Linked DNA regions of Zea mays: all the other regions are linked to region 2. A link is a contact called in public Hi-C data. All regions are on one chromosome and are shown on one strand. The core of a region is the stretch at or near the end of the contact, and the rest is flanking DNA. Distances in the headings are between cores, read along the strand shown. Region 1 holds the start of LOC100272372 (UDP-N-acetylglucosamine (UAA) transporter family). Region 2 holds the start of LOC100383746 (putative MAP kinase family protein). Region 3 holds the start of LOC100282961.

Region 1 (3,968 bases), core at 72-2,571, 390 kb after region 2:
AGGAGGAAAATCGAATTTTGACATAATATTCAAGGAGTCGTCAAGGAAAAAAGAGCTAGTTATAGGTACATGACCTTTTTTGTCATTGTTAAACTATCTCGTTGTTGTATTCCCTATTTCACTCTGTATTTTAAACTCTACTCTGTTAACAATGTAATCTACGGTGTAAAATAGTACTTTATACGTTATGTCCTGTCGAAGAAAACCTTAAGGCCCGTTTGTTTCATTAGAATTCTATTCTATTTTAATAATTATAATTTAGACAAAACTAATTAAGTTCATATATTTATATATGTAATATATTTGTGTATTATTCTAAATCATATAAGAGAGATAATTATATACTATATTTATGTTATAGAAAAGCAAGTAGAAGAGTGTGCTATAAGTTGTATATCGGAAAAATAGTATGTAAATCTATAAAATGAATTTTCATTTCTCACCCCATGAATTTGAAATAGGCTTATATGGTAATTTTGGAAAGTGGTAGAATGTTATATCCTAAAAAATAGTCTACTTCATTAGTAAGATTTCAATTCCTCAAAATAAAATGAAACAAACGGGACCTTTCTGTAGTTTGTAGTTTGTAGTTTCTCATACAACACCGATATGATATTTTATATAGCACTGATATGGCAACTTGGGAACGCCAACCCGAAGTCCGAGGCAGGAAAGTCAAGCCAGTGAGTTAAAGACATCCACCGGCTGAATAGAAATTGATTGATATGCAGTTCTGCATCCTCCACTAGGCCAGTCTCCATGGAAAGCTTGGGCGCGAAAAAGAGCGGCGCATCGCTTCGTGCTCACTCACTCCTCACGCTGCTCGCGCGTGCTTTGCCTCCATGCCGCCCGCTAACCAAGTAACCATATACAATTAACCAATATTATTACTAGCGAAGTCAGTTTATTAACCCGCTTGATAAGGACATTCTCAGTAATATGTTTTAGTGTAGAGGTGTTTAGAAACAAAGTATTTTTAGAGTTTTAAGGTAAAACCATGGTATTGGAGATACTATAGTTTTAAAATAATTTGCTTCTAAACATGTCTGTACTGTTTTCAATATTGTCATGTCAGATTTAAACTAAGTAACCGTGTATGCAGAGTTTCATCTCCCATAAAACTCCATTATTTTTTATAAAACCCTCTCTATATCTTTTCTCTTAATTGCACTGATATGTCACTAATCTTGATAATGTGTCACTACATTTAATGAGTAACTACATTTAATAATGAGTACAACGTTGAGAATGACGTCAACCAGCGGCTCCGGAATCCGGATCTCCCCACACGGCCACACGGACACGGCCACACGCTTCGGCAGGCACGGCCGGTCCATGTAGCGCGCGCCCGGACACGGAGCAGGGGTCACGCGCAACGGCAGCCCGGCTTGTCGGGAGCGCGAGGGGCGACATGGGGGCGGAGGCCGGCGAGCCCAGCTCCATCCTCAGGTGAGCATGAATTCCCGCTATTCCTTTCTTTGTTCTTCTTGCTGCGCATCTCCGCCGCACTGCCCCGCTTTGCTTTACCCTCCTCCCCGCATGATGATTGGGGTGGGGACTGGAGGGGGAGGAGGGGGATGCTGGCAACTGCGCGGCGGCGCCCTGCCGGTTTTCACGCGATGCTTTGGGGGGATTTGAATACTTGCACGATATTTGGATGGTGGAATCGTGCGGGGAAGGCGTTTCCATGTATAATTTCTTGCCCCCTTCTGCTGTCATTTGGTTCGTCAGATTAGCAAACAAGTGAATGGGGATTTGGTTCGTTGTGCCCCGCCCTCAGGCAAGCCCATATTCATGGGCGTTTGGCAGACTAATCCTCTGCAGTTCTGCTTCTTTTGCAGATTGTTGTGCTCGTAGCGTAGAGGCATTGGGTTTTAGACGTCCTTTATTTCTGAAAGAAAGAAACTGGTTGGTTCGTTAACAATTTCGTCGCGTCTCGGAATATAATTAGTAGCGTATAAAGTCCTCCTCCTTCAATGGTACTGTATGTATGCAGTCAACTATCTGAGTATCTGACTCTCTGGCCGCTTGATGTGGTGGCATACTTAAACTACACACTCGTCTAAAAATAAACACTCTTCTGCGCTTCATCATAGTTAAATCGAACCTACCAGATCTCACTTGGTTTAGGAGATAGTATCAAGTTCAACTTTTGCAAGAATGGCTAGGGTCATGTTCTTTGTTACTAAGGTCATAAACATCTTTAGAAATATTGTAATGCTTAATTTCTGGAGAAAAGAAAACCGGTTTTGCGTAGAGCTACTGGGTCAGACCAGATTCAGATTTCAATGTATTTGAAGTTCTGGCCATTTCCCTGTGCAGCTTAGCTTCCGCCTTTTCCTATGGAGTCGCATCTATGGCAATGGTTTTCGTGAACAAAGCGGTTCTTATGCAGTATGTTCACTCCATGACCCTCCTCACTTTACAGGTATTGCTGAGCATCACGGCCGGGAAAGTATTGCATGCTTCTATGTTTGACTAAATCTGATTGTTTTGTTCAATTTCTCCGTTACTTTCTGCAGCAAATAGCAACAGCACTTCTGATACATTTTGGTCAAGTTCTAGGAATGTCTAAACGAAAAGACTTTAGCTGGATAACCGCGAAGAAACTTCTTCCAGTGTCAATTTTCTACAATGCAAATGTGGGATTTGCTCTAGCAAGCTTGAAAGGGGTTAACATCCCAATGTATATTGCAATCAAAAGGATCACTCCCCTTGCTGTGTTGGTGGCTGGGTGCATGCGGGGAAAGGGGAAGCCACCGACACAGGTCTTTACTCTATTTTGCACTTCCTTTAACATACAGTACATTTGTTACTTAAACTGTACAACCCTCACTGTCTCTAATTGATGCTTGCAAAATCTATCAAGCTTCTCCCAGCTCAACTATTCAGTCATGAAGTTAGATAAGTGTGGATATAGCTTATCAAGGTTTATGAGAATTCTAGCCTTACCGGGTAGTGTAAATCCTACTTTTCAACATTCCTGCCAATAGATTTTAATATTCTAGGTCAATATCAGTGCTTGTCTTCTGGCAGCCTTGTTTTCCAGTAAAAAATTATGCAAGCACTTTAGGTATATATTGCAAAAGGCATTGACAATGTAACTGACACTCATGATGTGCTCTGCATTCTTGTTTTGAAATTTCCTCATTTGCAACTTAAAAATCAAACTTTAGGAAAATGCGTTGTTTCTTCCTAGGAAATAACAGATCTTTATTACTATTGTTGTTTACCACATCCTGATCAATTCAAAATTGTTTTAGGTCATTCTTTCAGTTATCTGCACCGCCACTGGTGTCCTCATTGCAGCACTTGGAGATTTTTCCTTTGACCTATATGGATACTGCATGGCTCTAACATCAGTCTTCTTCCAGGTTGTGTTATTTCCTTGTGCTTTGTTCTTACAAATTTATTCTATAACTTTTGAGAGGTTTTTAGGCAAGGTTCTTTATCTTTGTAATTGACAACTGAATGTGTATGCACTATGCAGACTATGTATTTGATTCTGGTGGAGAAATCAGGCGCTGAGGATGGTCTTTCCTCAGTGGACTTGATGTTTTACAACAGCATATTGTCACTTCCATTTCTGTTTTTCCTCATTATAGCAACAGGAGAATTCCCCCATTCTCTTACAGTATTATCTGCAAAGGTCAGTGATACAAATGCAGTATAATCAAAAATTTACCAGCACATTTAAGCTAGCAATCTCTGCGTGTTCCCTTGTATCACCCCTTTAACTCAAGAATGACAATTAAAGGTAGTTCTCCAGAGTTTCTGAAGCAAATGGTTTCACACTTCGCTGCTATTCATTAACACAATAGTACTCTTAAAGTTCGTGTCATTGTCTGTTGTATGTCTCTATCCTAACTTGCATTGTCTGGTGACACTTGAACTGCAGGCAGCCTCTCTGACGTTCGGTGTCATTCTCGTTATCTCACTGGTGATGGGAATCGTTCTCAATTTCACTA
Region 2 (3,681 bases), core at 35-2,534:
GACGAGATCCGTACTTTGGTCCCAACTCCCAACCCGCCGAAATGGTGGTGTGGTCATGACGGGGGAGGAGCAGCGAGGGGCTGCGGGTGCGGGCCGGCGACGAAGGGGTGCTGCAGCAGCTGCGCGGCCGTGAGGCGCTTGGCCGGGTTCTTCTGCAGGCAGCAGGCGATGAACCCCCTGAACTCGCGCGAGGCGGTGGGCGGTGGCTCGGGCGGGTCGTTGTAGCAGATGGCGCACATGAGCGCGGCCCAGTCGCCCTGCCTGCCGAGGTTCTCCCCGAAGGGGAACCTGCCCAAGTAGAACTCGAGGATGCTGAGGCCGAAGCTCCAGATGTCGCCGGCGTAGCCGTCGTAGCTGCCGTCGTTGAGGTCGGTGTTGATCCGCTCGGGGCTCATGTAGGCGATGGTGCCGACGGAGGAGTTGCAGGGGTCCATGGTCTGGTTGAGGATGCGGCCGACGCCGAAGTCGGCGATCTTGACGCGGCGCGCCGAGTCGATGAGGAGGTTGGAGGGCTTGATGTCGCGGTGCACGATGTGGCGGCGGTGGAGGTACGCGATCCCGGACAGGACCTGGCGCGCGACGTCGGCGAGGAACGGCTCGGCGGCGATGCGGCGGCCGTCGAGCGACCCGCCGTCCATGTACTCCAGCAGGATCTGGAGCTCCCCGCCGCGCTCGTACATGCCGTGGCACCGCACCACGGCCGGGTGCTCGGCGGTGCGGAGGATGGCGATCTCGCGCGCGATCTGCCGCCGCACCGCGTCGTCGTGGTTCCCGTACAGCACCTTGAGCGCGTAGGGGCGCCCCGTGCCGCGGTGCCGCACCATCCACACCGTCCCGCCCGCGCCGCTGCCGACGCGGCGCACGCGCTCCAGCTCCGCGAGCGGGGGCGGCTGCTGCTGCTGCTGCGCCGCGGGGGCGGGCGCGGTGACGCCCGGCGGGGTGGGCCCCCCGGCGGAGGCGGCGGCTGGCGGGAGAGGGAGCGGGACGGCGAGGGAGGTGGCGACCTCGCGCTGGGGCATGGGGAGGGTGAGATCCGGGCGGCGGCGCGCGCGGCCCGGCGTGCCGGGCTGCTGGGTCGGGAGGCCGCCCGGGCGCATGGCGTGGTGCGTGGGTCGCTCTGGGCGGGGCTTGGGGTGGGGAGGAGTTCGTTAGGCCGGGTGTGGTAGTAGTGATGGCGTCTGCGTGACTCCGTCTGGATTCTTCTCCTCCCCACTGCCGCTCGGGGTTTGTCGTGCGGTGCCCGTTTATTGGAGAACAGTGCCTGATCGCTCATCAGGTTGGAGAACGGGACGGGACACCGAACGCGGAGGCCACCGGGAAGCACAAGCAATATCGAGTTCCTGTTCCTCACGAGGCGACGACCTCGCCTGACGGTGACGGCAACCCCAGCAGCTGGAGGACGAGTGGAGATGCGACGCGATGCCTCGTTGGAGACGCACCGTGGCGTGCTGACCTTCACCGTCTGCTGCTGCCGCGCCGTACCGTGATTAATGAAGCATGCTACGAATGATTTTGGGGGCACTGTCCGTCCGACTGTTCCCCATGATACAGTTTTGGTAAATAAGACCCGTACATGTAGTACCTCTTTCCCGTTCGTACACGGTCCTCCTACGTGCCTTCCTGACTTCCCAAGGATTTGGTATCCACAAAAATTGTACCACGCTAGCGACACACGATTTATTTTTTGTTATTAATAAAGGCGTGCTCGATATCAAGGCTGATTATTATCTAGCTAATTTTTTTAAACTCCAATCAGCTCTAATGCATCCACAGAAGAGCTAATAGACGAACTGATTTTACAGCTAAAGAGTCTTCAACAAATTATTATTCAACCAGTTTGTCAACTATACATTAATTAGCAACGCGTAACAATTAAGTAGAGAAACGTGGATAATCATGTCATCACCAAGCAACAAGCCCCCAATACACGGCGCGCGCGTGTTGATTAAAACGGTAAAAATCTCAGGTTCAAATCATCCTAGTTCAGGGAGAATCTTGCAACGCGCACCTGCAACCCAAGCCCGCTATCACCTCACGTGCTCGAAATTCGAACGATCAGCTAAGCAGAAAGGTTGGACGACGCGACGTGTCAACACATGAAGTCTTTGGTGATCTACCTGTGATCATTGACTATAAGGCACAAAACTCTACCGAAAGAAGCTGTAAAGGTCATCGCTGCACACCTTCCAGACCACGTGCGTTAAAAGAGTTATACGCGATCACGCACCTGTGTCCAGAAAGATGGCAAAGATCAATGAACTGAAGAACCTTTCGACCTCACCTTCCAGTTTCTTTACACGGGGATAATGGGGGATGTCTTCAGACCAGGGGTGGCAGGGTGAGTGCTAGCAAGATAAACATGAACCTGACCATGCGGTACCAGCCAGTGGCGACCCTGCGACATTCGTCGCTCTTCGGCTGCAAACTACAGAACTTCAACGAGGATGATACAAATACACTGTACTTGGTTATTCCAATGATGACGCAAAGCCCTAAGGGCATGTTTGGGTTAAGAGGAATGAAGAGCAGATGCAACAGCTTTGGCTCCGGATTTTCTGGGACAGATCTAAGGGCTTTTTTAAACACAGGAATTTTACAGAAATAGCATAGAAATTTTACAGAAATTAGTTCAAAAACACAGAAAAAAAAGAAAGATTCAGGAAATAATCCTTCAATACAAAAGAGCCCTAAGGTTAATCTTAGTAAGAGTTTTATATGAGTTTCATTTACATTAAATAGGTTGCTATGTAGGTGTTTCTTTACATGTAAGCGAATTTAAGAAGAGAATCTAAGGATGGTAATGGATCACGATTCAAATATTTCTTCACAATAAAGTAAGTCTCTTATTAAAATTTAGTTCAAAAATAAATATGATTGTAAAATTTAGAGCACGGTTAACAACTCTCTGAACCGTGAATATCCGTGTATTGTAGAATGAATTTTTACATAATGAATAGATATTTCATCCTAGTTTCATTTCATTATGTATGATATGACAGCTTCGAGAAGACCATAAAACTATCTACTAAAGCTGGTCTAACAAGCAGGCAAATTCTTTTAAAAAGAGCATTGCAGATACTTGTAATAAACCTTACATTAATTGACGTAATAAATTTCCTCACCCCACGGCAACATGAGTCGACGACGTCGGAACAGATAAAGACCAATTCGCCGGTGTGCCCTAGGTGCGAGTTGTTACCTGTCACCGAGACGGCGAGACACGAAACACGAGTTCAGAGGCTGCAATGCTGCATGCCCTGGGCTTGGGGCTAACGTTAACAGACATGGACTACGATTGTTTCATTTTACCAATCCGTGGATTGCTCCAAGCAACGTCCACAAAAGAGGGTCGCTTAAATAGTACTACCAGTTTAACAGGTATCAGATTTTTCCAGACCTATGAAACCTGATATGACATGAGTAGTAATAGAGCAAGAACTGTTGCAGATAACACAACTTATATCGACAATGCAGCAGATGCCTGCTCAGAAGTGTCGTCCTGTAAGAACCACATGAAATGATTATTAGAACCACATGATAAGGGTGACTCTTCAAATGTTATTGCAGTGGAAGCAAATGCAGGAAACTGAACATTCAAATGACGATCAGGTAAAGCTATATGCTGAACCAACCAGTATTAGGACATGTTTGAATGCACTAGAGCTAATAGTTAGCTGCTAA
Region 3 (3,888 bases), core at 1-2,500, 430 kb after region 2:
AGTACCAACTCAGATATTCTTCACAAATAACACCGACAACATATGGAATGTCATATAAACATCTGATACAACATACCAATAGAGGTTTATAACATGTTGACAGCAATACATTGATCACATACCATCTAGGTCACGGATTGCATCCTCTGCGTCCCTCTTATCATCAAAATCAATAAACGCAAAGCCAGGTGGTTTCCGAGCAACCCAGACACTGCTTCCACAAAAACATGAAAAAAAGTGTACCAAAATCATCAGCATCAAGCAGCATATATCAATGCAAGATGTAATTCTATGCATTCAACGATTATATAATGGTACAGAACTTTGTACAGGGTCCAGAACAGCATATCCTTTGGTGTTCAAAATACTGGCCATATCATTCATTTTGAATCCAGATAGTGTAAACCCCCACAGACCACAGTAATGTAAGCCAAGGTCTATCACCAGTGAATTTGACAAATCGTACCATGCTCAATCAAAGAAATAATTGTCACAACCAAAGTACAACAGGTTATGTTTGGGAATGATGCGTATTATTAAGGCGACATCTCCCAAGTATGGTAGGGCAATTATATACAGTACCAGTATATTTTATCGTAAAACAGGAGACGATTTGCAGTACAACTCGTGACTGTCATGCTAACGAAATAGTCAATCGTCCTTGCAACCCAGGACAGACAGATACTAACCTGACACCAAATCATAAACCTACAACACTTCAGCTTAGGATCGCTATATCTAACAAAATTCTGTCCTTATGGTTATCATCCGAACGGGATCATACAAGTAGACACGCGTGGATTTCTAAGACGAGACACACGAATCTAAGGATCTGAGGCGAGAGCACTACTGACCTGCGAAGAACCCCGAACGTGCGGAACTCGTCCTCCAGCTCCCGAGCGGTCACCCGGGGATCCAGGTTGCCGATGTACAATCGAGCCATTACAACAGATCACCTGCAAATCGTTCGCCACAAACGGTTATCGACAGCAGTTAGGTTTCGGCAAAGCCAGGCAGACAGCCACCGAGAACATTCGAATCAGCGACGAGCCACGCCAAGCAAAGCAACGAATCGCTCAAAATCCAGTCGAAAACAAACAGATCTTAAAACTCGAGACCAAAACCAGACGCGGAATTCGGCCGAGGGAGGGGTGGGGAGGACGGCCCACGAATCAACCAGATCTAGGGTTTCGAGGCAGGGGAAAAAAGTACATGGGGTCCAGAAGGCGAGAAGGAAATCCGTGGCTTGCCTTCTCCGATCTGCTTCCTCCCGGCCTCCCGGGGCAGCCTGGCTGACGCTTGCGGACGGAGATGTAGGTGAGCGAGGGCGAGATGAGATCACGCGACGCGAGGATGGATTGATATATTCTCGCGTTGCCGGGTTGGGATTGGACGGGAGTACGGGCCAGTTTAGGAATCAGAACTTTTGGTTGGACCCGGAAGCCGTGTGATGTTTTTGGTGGGCTGGGCTTCTTATGGGCTTGCCAGCTTGGGCTGCTGACTGCTGTTCAAGTTGAACTCTACAGCACGCAGATAAAGTTGTTTTGATCATCTTTTTTTGAAAAAAAATAATACACTGTAGAATTTCCAAACAGACCACATATTACGAAGTCCTAGCATCGCACAAATGAAGTTCACTCAAAAATCAATTCTAGCATTTGTTGACATATAAACGAAGCAAACAATTGCACTGCCGAACTTACGACGTGTTTGGTTTACGGAATCCTGCGTCCGAGCCTCGATTAGTTGTTTGGTTTGACGAAGTGAACTAATCTGTCCGCCATACGATTGCACCCTGCGCTAGTATATTCGCGACATCTACTCATTCCTCTAGAAATAGTCGAACGAACACATGCCGAATACACTAATACCAGACAGGGTCACTCCTCAAACCAAATAGCCTATTAGAAGTGTTACGTATTGCGTCCTCCCGCCTTTACAGCTCTGCACCTAATGTTGAAAGCTAAATATGTCCAGTGAATTATATCTTGTAAAAAATGAGTTTGCATTCATAAAAAATCATGTAAATTCTTGTAAGGGCTAGTTTAGAAACACCATTTTTCTAAGGGATTTCTATTTTCCTAAGAAAAAATAAACTAATTTTCTTAGAAAAATGAAAATCTCTTGGAAAGATAGTGTTACTAAACTAGCCCTAAGCTATGTTGTACAGCTTCCATCATTTTCACCTCTAAGGTCATGAGACGTTGGTCGCATTCCTTTCACCTAATTCAGTCTTGAGTTTCATATGACCTTTTATGGTTAACTACTAAAATGATGCTAAGGTGCTGTTTGGTTTACATATTTATAACGTGATTGATAACCGATAATATTAAATCATATTTGTTTAGTACTAACCGTAATCGGATACCACATTAGAAACTAATACTAGTCTATTCAACTTTGTTATCACTGATAATCATTATCGTTGTTTGAACCAAACATTCCGGTGTACCAAACACGCGGACGTCAGGCGATGCTGGGAGAAGGATCAGCATCGGAAACCATTCATCTTTCGCACATGCGATGCGATGCGCTTTGCCCTTTGTTGTACTGCCTGCTTCTCGCTGGCCACCATCCAAAGGGAGCGTCAGAGACTGGACGCAGCACCGACACAAGAATGTTCTTATGCGATCTGTCCCTGCCCGCGGCCTGGGCCTGCCTTGCCTTGCCTTGCCTTTTGGGGGGACTGGATGTTCTCAGAGCTCATCTTCCCCAGACGAGAAACCACCACGGTTCCAGTTAACTGTCCGATGTAATCGCAGTAGCACCCGTGTGTTTCCCTGCGCCCGTTTCCGTGGATCAGCTCTCTTGTTAATTCAGAAGGGATCAGAGGATTCAGAGCGCAAAAATGCAAGACGCGGTGAAATTCAGAGCCAGCTTTTGTGCCGCTTGACTCACCGGTCGTGTTCACCTTTTGGTGGATCTGCCATGGTTTGGTTTCTGTTAAGCTAATGATGCTTGCTGCTTGCAGCACGGGCACTCCTGAGTCCTGACTCCTGAACCCGGGTTGAAAGGAGAACAAAAACTAGGTGAAAGGATTTAAAATGCAAGCTTTACTGTAGCTGCGCGTGCTCCCCTCTGCTCTGTCAAAATTTGACTCACGCTGACCAGCCTGGTTGGTGACTGTGTGAGTGGCACCATTATTATTATTATTATTATTATTATTTCGACCGCAATGAGTAGCATGCAGTGTGGCACAGTGCATGCGAAGTTTCCATGGTATAGTTAGCTCTGCGCTGTTCATAAGAACATACAGCCCTTGGTAAATTCTTTGCCTTCGCATGAAAAGGTGTTGTGGATCGTTTTTTTTAATTTTGATAAATAGATAAACAACATATGCAACGCTTTTAAGTCGCGTTTTTTTAATTAAAGCCTTCTCCAAACCCAAACACGCCTTGAAAAAGGAAAAAAAAGAGATTGAGAAAAGAAACAAAAAAGAGGAGGATACTTGTGGCTACTGCCTAGCTCTGCTATAACTAGGTATGATAATAGATCACGATCCAATTATCTCTTCATAAAAAGTTAGAATCCTTAAATAATTTAAGTTAAAAACTGAATAAGAATAGGCATGATCATAATTCGATTCGATTTTTAAAGTTTATGATGTAAAATATAGAGTGCATTACCACCCTAACTACAACAGCGATAGCCACATTGCAGCTACTGTCCCACCAGCTTGTAAACAATGGTTACAGAAAGAATACACTAGTGTAGAATACAGAATACGTGTCATACACATGGAAACACGGTGCAGCTCCCAGAAGAACAGCTCACATAATTTTCATGAACGAAAACGAAACAGCATGGGAAGAGCAGGATTTTAGAAATGCATCCGGGCCTCCGGGGGGCTTCCACCCGCCTTCTCATCACATGCTACCGTGTGCCACG

The links. A called contact is a pair of places that touch in the nucleus more often than the background predicts.
Region 1: a contact with region 2 is called in a Hi-C map of tassel, with 2.1 times the contacts expected there. The contact joins the promoter of LOC100272372 here to the promoter of LOC100383746 in region 2. A contact is called at or near these places in 2 of 25 Hi-C or Micro-C datasets (ear and tassel).
Region 3: a Hi-C map of tassel shows a contact between it and region 2, with 3 times the contacts expected there. The contact joins the promoter of LOC100282961 here to the promoter of LOC100383746 in region 2. A contact is called at or near these places in 2 of 25 Hi-C or Micro-C datasets (ear and tassel).

Annotation. Positions count from the first base shown.
Region 1 is chr9:13,647,367-13,651,334 of Zm-B73-REFERENCE-NAM-5.0, forward strand. It overlaps LOC100272372 (UDP-N-acetylglucosamine (UAA) transporter family), which reads left to right and starts at 1,322. Exons shown (of 6, transcript NM_001146853.1): 1 at 1,322-1,449; 2 at 2,323-2,428; 3 at 2,523-2,768; 4 at 3,264-3,374; 5 at 3,491-3,649; 6 at 3,899-3,968. The coding sequence starts at 1,412.
Region 2 is chr9:13,254,045-13,257,725 of Zm-B73-REFERENCE-NAM-5.0, forward strand. It overlaps LOC100383746 (putative MAP kinase family protein), which reads right to left and starts at 1,285. Exons shown (of 1, transcript NM_001176382.2): 1 at 1-1,285. The coding sequence starts at 1,097. The coding sequence ends at 54. LOC100383072 (DNA-dependent metalloprotease WSS1) reads right to left here. Exons shown (of 5, transcript XM_008660960.3): 5 at 3,033-3,499.
Region 3 is chr9:13,684,862-13,688,749 of Zm-B73-REFERENCE-NAM-5.0, forward strand. It overlaps LOC100282961, which reads right to left and starts at 1,251. Exons shown (of 6, transcript NR_159534.1): 1 at 855-1,251; 2 at 123-211.